Regions from separate parts of the Pan troglodytes genome. Here region 1 is linked to region 2. Evidence: chromatin contacts called from public Hi-C data. All regions are on one chromosome and are shown on one strand. The core of a region is the stretch at or near the end of the contact, and the rest is flanking DNA. Distances in the headings are between cores, read along the strand shown. Region 1 holds the start of LINC03040 (long intergenic non-protein coding RNA 3040). Region 2 holds the start of VEGFA (vascular endothelial growth factor A).

What was found. A called contact is a pair of places that touch in the nucleus more often than the background predicts.
Region 1: a contact with region 2 is called in a Hi-C map of stem cell-derived neural progenitor cells, with 9 times the contacts expected there. The contact joins the promoter of LINC03040 here to the promoter of VEGFA in region 2. A contact is called at or near these places in 1 of 7 Hi-C or Micro-C datasets (stem cell-derived neural progenitor cells) and 1 of 1 datasets of contacts at active chromatin or transcription factors (stem cell-derived excitatory neurons).

What each region holds. Positions count from the first base shown.
Region 1 is chr5:49,895,647-49,898,395 of NHGRI_mPanTro3-v2.0_pri, forward strand. LINC03040 (long intergenic non-protein coding RNA 3040) reads left to right here and starts at 1,405. Exons shown (of 4, transcript XM_003950854.6): 1 at 1,405-1,546; 2 at 1,863-1,989. The coding sequence starts at 1,466. It overlaps LOC104006851 (a long non-coding RNA gene), which reads right to left and starts at 1,966. Exons shown (of 4, transcript XR_010158021.1): 1 at 1,889-1,966; 2 at 1,437-1,561; 3 at 65-354.
Region 2 is chr5:49,660,411-49,663,591 of NHGRI_mPanTro3-v2.0_pri, forward strand. VEGFA (vascular endothelial growth factor A) reads left to right here and starts at 1,693. Exons shown (of 5, transcript XM_063813048.1): 1 at 1,693-2,816. The coding sequence starts at 2,751.

The sequences.
Region 1 (2,749 bases), core at 155-2,654, 230 kb after region 2:
ACACATCTGAACATCAGAAGGAACAAACTCTGGACACGCTGTCTTTAAGAACTGTAACACTCACCGCGAGGGTCCGCGGCTTCATTCTTGAAGTCAGTGAGACCAAGAACCCACCAATTCCGGACACAGGAGGATCGCTTGAGCCCAGGAATTCAAGACCAGCCTGGGCAACACAGCAACACTCCATCTCTACAGAAGTTGTAAAATTAGCTGGGCGTGATGGGGCGCATCTGTAGTCCTAGCTACTTATCCTAGCCTTGGCGAGAGGATCACTTAGCCCAGGAGGTTAAGGCTGCAGTGAGCCATGATTGCACCACTGCACTCCAGCCCGGGTAACAAAGTCAGACCGTGTCTCTAAAAATAAATAAATAAATAAAAATAAAATAAATTTGACAACCAAGTTTAAATGGTGTTCTCATTATTCCCATTTTACAGATGCAGTCACTGGGGCCCCCAAGAAGTTAAGTGATCTGCCTAAGATCACATGCCTTTGTTTATATGTGTTGGAATTTTTCAATTCTCTCCGGAAATCCACATCCTCCACCCCCAACCCAGACTCCAACACAACTGCTTCCACCACGGCCCACCTGCGTAGCCCACACATATCCCTGAAGTGCAGACTTCCTCCCATCCTTCCCCAGGAAGATTCCCTGGTCTGTGGGGTAGCGAGTGTTGGGGTGGTCTCTCCTTCCCTCCCATGCTTCTAGATTCCTCTGTAGGGTCCCGGTTTTGTTTTTGGTGTGGCAGCAAGCTCACTGCCTTTTTGAGTACTGTATGTCAGTGAGTTTGCACGCACACACCTGGAGGAGGGATGTGTGGGCATGAGGGGTATCTGGGCAAGTGGGCTTACTTGCCCACCTGGGGCACATGTGGGTACAGTGCAGTGGAGCATACATTGCCTAGATTGTAACCGTGTGTGTGCCTAGACACAGGCAAATGAGCCCATGTGGGTGTTCATGAAGGGCCTGCCCCCTGCATGTCTGGGGGTCTGTAGAATGAGTCCCCATTTCTCTCCCCTTCCCAAATAACTGCCACCATCTTCAGTTCAGACTCCTGGGCCCCAGGTAAGGGGCTGGTGAAAACCGCCTCTGACTGGGGACAGAGACACCTGAGTCTTAAGCCCCACCCAGGCTGCTAGTGCCCTTGAGCAGGCATCACCCCACCCAGGCAGCGGGAGTGTCCTCACCCAATGGGATAGGGTGACATGGGGGAGGAGGTTTGAAGCGGGGAGAAGGCAGCGAGGCTTTCAGCTCCCTAGATGGGAGGCTCATTACCCTAGCACTCAGTAGGTTGTAGGGAAGGGGGACTGAGCCAGGACTTGGCACTGACTACAAAGGGTAGGGGCAGCCCCCAGCACTCCCGCCGCGGCAGGCCAGGGGAGGGGCTGTGACGTTTGGTGGCCTCATGCAGCTGAGAGGAAGTAGCTAATTGCCAACCTGATGACTGGCGGCTGAGGAGTGGGGTGATGATGCCACTGGCAGAAGCAGGCGCCCTGGCCCAAGGAGGAGGCCCTTCAGCAACGGAGTGGGCCTGCATTCTGCGGAGGGTGAGACTGAGGTGGCTGCAGTCAAAGGAGAAGGGGGCAGGGGTTTGTTGAGGCTGTGACCGTGGGAAAGCGCTTCTCCAGGGCTTCCCTCAGCTTCAAGGAGAAAGAGTTCAGAGGCCCTGAGGGGATGAAGGGACTTGTGAAGGGGCTTCAGGGGGATGGGTTGGGGGGAAGGAGGTTCCTATTCTTACTCCCCTTCTGCCTATGCTCCCCCAATGTTCCTGTCTCTCCCCTCCCCCACCTTGGCCCCCTCTTTGGCCCCTGTGGCCAAAGTTGTTGAGGAAGGAGGGAGTAGATGGAGGGCTCTTTTCACCAGAAGACCCCCAGGCACAAGCAGCCCACCTTACCGATGGTCAGAGCATCCAGAAGAAGTGGCGAGACTTCAGCTGTCCTCAAAGCAGGAAGACAGAGTATTTCTGGCAGAAAGAACAGCACAAGCAAAGGTTAGGCAGTGGGGTCTGGAGAGGCTGGTGGAGGACTGGGGCTTGGCTTCAATGGTTATGAGAGGAGGTGGGCAGGATGTTCTGTACCAAGGGCCACACTGTCCCTTCCTGGAAGAAACAGTGGGTACCCAGCACCCAGAGCTTCTCCCACATGCTGGCCACCGCCTCTGGCCCCAGTAGACCTGGCCCTCAACTGCCTCAGCAAGCCTCACAGGTTGGGGACCCCACCCTCATTATTCTCAAGTGCATCAACCCCGAAGGACTGAAGCCCCGAGTCCCAATAAACAGGTCCCATCCATCCGTAGGCCAGTCCGCTGGGCCCCTAGCACCCTCTATGGGCAGGAAGCAACACTAATGGAGGAGGAGCCTCCAGCAGCCTGGGGTGGGGTGGGGGTGGGAGAGTGAGACGTGAGGGAGGAGACAGACTTGCCCTCTAGGAAGCGGACAGACCATGCCTCAGGAAACCCCAGTGTCACAGGTCACAGACACTGACCTTGAAGCGTTACTCTCATGGGTGAAATTTAGCCCTGTCCTCAGGAAGCTCCCAGTCTGACGGGGGACACATATAGTGCTCTCAGAGCTGCCTTCTTTAGGGTGAAACTCAGTATCTGGGCTTCAGGAAACTCCCAGTGTAAGGGGAGAGACACGACCCTGCCCTTAGGGATCTCTCAAATGAGGGATACCCACTGGACTTTCGGGAACCATCAATCTGTTTCCAGACATGGATTAGACATTTCAATGCCTCAAGGGCTGCCAGGAA
Region 2 (3,181 bases), core at 443-2,942:
AGCACCTCCACCAAACCACAGCAACATGTGCTGAGGATGGGGCTGAATAGGTAAGCTCCCTGGAGCGTTTTGGTTAAATTGAGGGAAATTGCTGCATTCCCATTCTCAGTCCATGCCTCCACAGAGGCTATGCCAGCTGTAGGCCAGACCCTGGCAAGATCTGGGTGGATAATCAGACTGACTGGTCCCACTCTTCCCACAGGCCTCAGAGCCCCAACTTTGTTCCCTGGGGCAGCCTGGAAATAGCCAGGTCAGAAACCAGCCAGGAATTTTTCCAAGCTGCGTCCTATATGCAAGAATGGGATGGGGGCCTTTGGGAGCACTTAGGGAAGATGTGGAGAGTTGGAGGAAAAGGGGGCTTGGAGGTAAGGGAGGGGACTGGGGGAAGGATAGGGGAGAAGCTGTGAGCCTGGAGAAGTAGCCAAGGGATCCTGAGGGAATGGGGGAGCTGAGAAGAAACCCCCATTTCTGTTCAGAAGATGAGCTATGAGTCTGGGCTTGGGCTGATAGAAGCCTTGGCCCCTGGCCTGGTGGGAGCTCTGGGCAGCTGGCCTACAGACGTTCCTTAGTGCTGGCGGGTAGGTTTGAATCATCACGCAGGCCCTGGCCTCCACCCGCCCCCACCAGCCCCCTGGCCTCAGTTCCCTGGCAACATCTGGGGTTGGGGGGGCAGCAGGAACAAGGGCCTCTGTCTGCCCAGCTGCCTCCCCCTTTGGGTTTTGCCAGACTCCACAGTGCATACGTGGGCTCCAACAGGTCCTCTTCCCTCCCAGTCACTGACTAACCCCGGAACCACACAGCTTCCCGTTCTCAGCTCCACAAACTTGGTGCCAAATTCTTCTCCCCTGGGAAGCATCCCTGGACACTTCCCAAAGGACCCCAGTCACTCCAGCCTGTTGGCTGCCGCTCACTTTGATGTCTGCAGGCCAGATGAGGGCTCCAGATGGCACATTGTCAGAGGGACACACTGTGGCCCCTGTGCCCAGCCCTGGGCTCTCTGTACATGAAGCAACTCCAGTCCCAAATATGTAGCTGTTTGGGAGGTCAGAAATAGGGGGTCCAGGAGCAAACTCCCCCCACCCCCTTTCCAAAGCCCATTCCCTCTTTAGCCAGAGCCGGGGTGTGCAGACGGCAGTCACTAGGGGGCGCTCGGCCACCACAGGGAAGCTGGGTGAATGGAGCGAGCAGCGTCTTCGAGAGTGAGGACGTGTGTGTCTGTGTGGGTGAGTGAGTGTGTGCGTGTGGGGTTGAGGGCGTTGGAGCGGGGAGAAGGCCAGGGGTCACTCCGGGATTCCAATAGATCTGTGTGTCCCTCTCCCCACCCGTCCCTGTCCGGCTCTCCGCCTTCCCCTGCCCCCTTCAATATTCCTAGCAAAGAGGGAACGGCTCTCAGGCCCTGTCCGCACGTAACCTCACTTTCCTGCTCCCTCCTCGCCAATGCCCCGCGGGCGCGTGTCTCTGGACAGAGTTTCCGGGGGCGGATGGGTAATTTTCAGGCTGTGAACCTTGGTGGGGGTCGAGCTTCCCCTTCATTGCGGCGGGCTGCGGGCCAGGCTTCACTGGGCGTCCGCAGAGCCCGGGCCCGAGCCGCGTGTGGAGGGGCTGAGGCTCGCCTGTCCCCGCCCCCCGGGGCGGGCCGGGGGCGGGGTCCCGGCGGGGCGGAGCCATGCGCCCCCCCCTTTTTTTTAAAAGTCGGCTGGTAGCGGGGAGGATCGCGGAGGCTTGGGGCAGCCGGGTAGCTCGGAGGTCGTGGCGCTGGGGGCTAGCACCAGCGCTCTGTCGGGAGGCGCAGCGGTTAGGTGGACTGGTCAGCGGACTCACCGGCCAGGGCGCTCGGTGCTGGAATTTGATATTCATTGATCCGGGTTTTATCCCTCTTCTTTTTTCTTAAACATTTTTTTTTAAAACTGTATTGTTTCTCGTTTTAATTTATTTTTGCTTGCCATTCCCCACTTGAATCGGGCCGACGGCTTGGGGAGATTGCTCTACTTCCCCAAATCACTGTGGATTTTGGAAACCAGCAGAAAGAGGAAAGAGGTAGCAAGAGCTCCAGAGAGAAGTCGAGGAAGAGAGAGACGGGGCCAGAGAGAGCGCGCGGGCGTGCGAGCAGCGAGAGGGACAGGGGCAAAGTGAGTGACCTGCTTTTGGGGGTGACCGCCGGAGCGCGGCGTGAGCCCTCCCCCTTGGGATCCCGCAGCTGACCAGTCGCGCTGACGGACAGACAGACAGACACCGCCCCCAGCCCCAGCGCCCACCTCCTCCCCGGCCGGCGGCGGACAGTGGACGCGGCGGCGAGCCGCGGGCAGGGGCCGGAGCCCGCGCCCGGAGGCGGGGTGGAGGGGGTCGGGGCTCGCGGCGTCGCACTGAAACTTTTCGTCCAACTTCTGGGCTGTTCTCGCTTCGGAGGAGCCGTGGTCCGCGCGGGGGAAGCCGAGCCGAGCGGAGCCGCGAGAAGTGCTAGCTCGGGCCGGGAGGAGCCGCAGCCGGAGGAGGGGGAGGAGGAAGAAGAGAAGGAAGAGGAGAGGGGGCCGCAGTGGCGACTCGGCGCTCGGAAGCCGGGCTCATGGACGGGTGAGGCGGCGGTGTGCGCAGACAGTGCTCCAGCCGCGCGCGCTCCCCAGGCCCTGGCCCGGGCCTCGGGCCGGGGAGGAAGAGTAGCTCGCCGAGGCGCCGAGGAGAGCGGGCCGCCCCACAGCCCAAGCCGGAGAGGGAGCGCGAGCCGCGCCGGCCCCGGTCGGGCCTCCGAAACCATGAACTTTCTGCTGTCTTGGGTGCATTGGAGCCTTGCCTTGCTGCTCTACCTCCACCATGCCAAGGTAAGCGGTCGTGCCCGGCTGGCGCCGCGGGCCGCTGCGAGCGCCTCTCCCGGCTGGGGACGTGCGTGCGAGCGCGCGCGTGGGGGCTCCGTGCCCCACGCGGGTCCATGGGCACCAGGCGTGCGGCGTCCCCCTCTGTCGTCTTAGGTGCAGGGGGAGGGGGCGCGCGCTAGGTGGGAGGGTACCCGGAGAGAGGCTCACCGCCCACGCGGGCCCTGCCCACCCACCGGAGTCACCGCACGTACGATCTGGGCCGACCAGCCGAGGGCGGGAGCCGGAGGAGGAGGCCGAGGGGGCTGGGCTTGCGTTGCCGCTGCCGGCTGAAGTTTGCTCCCGGCCGCTGGTCCCGGACGAACTGGAAGTCT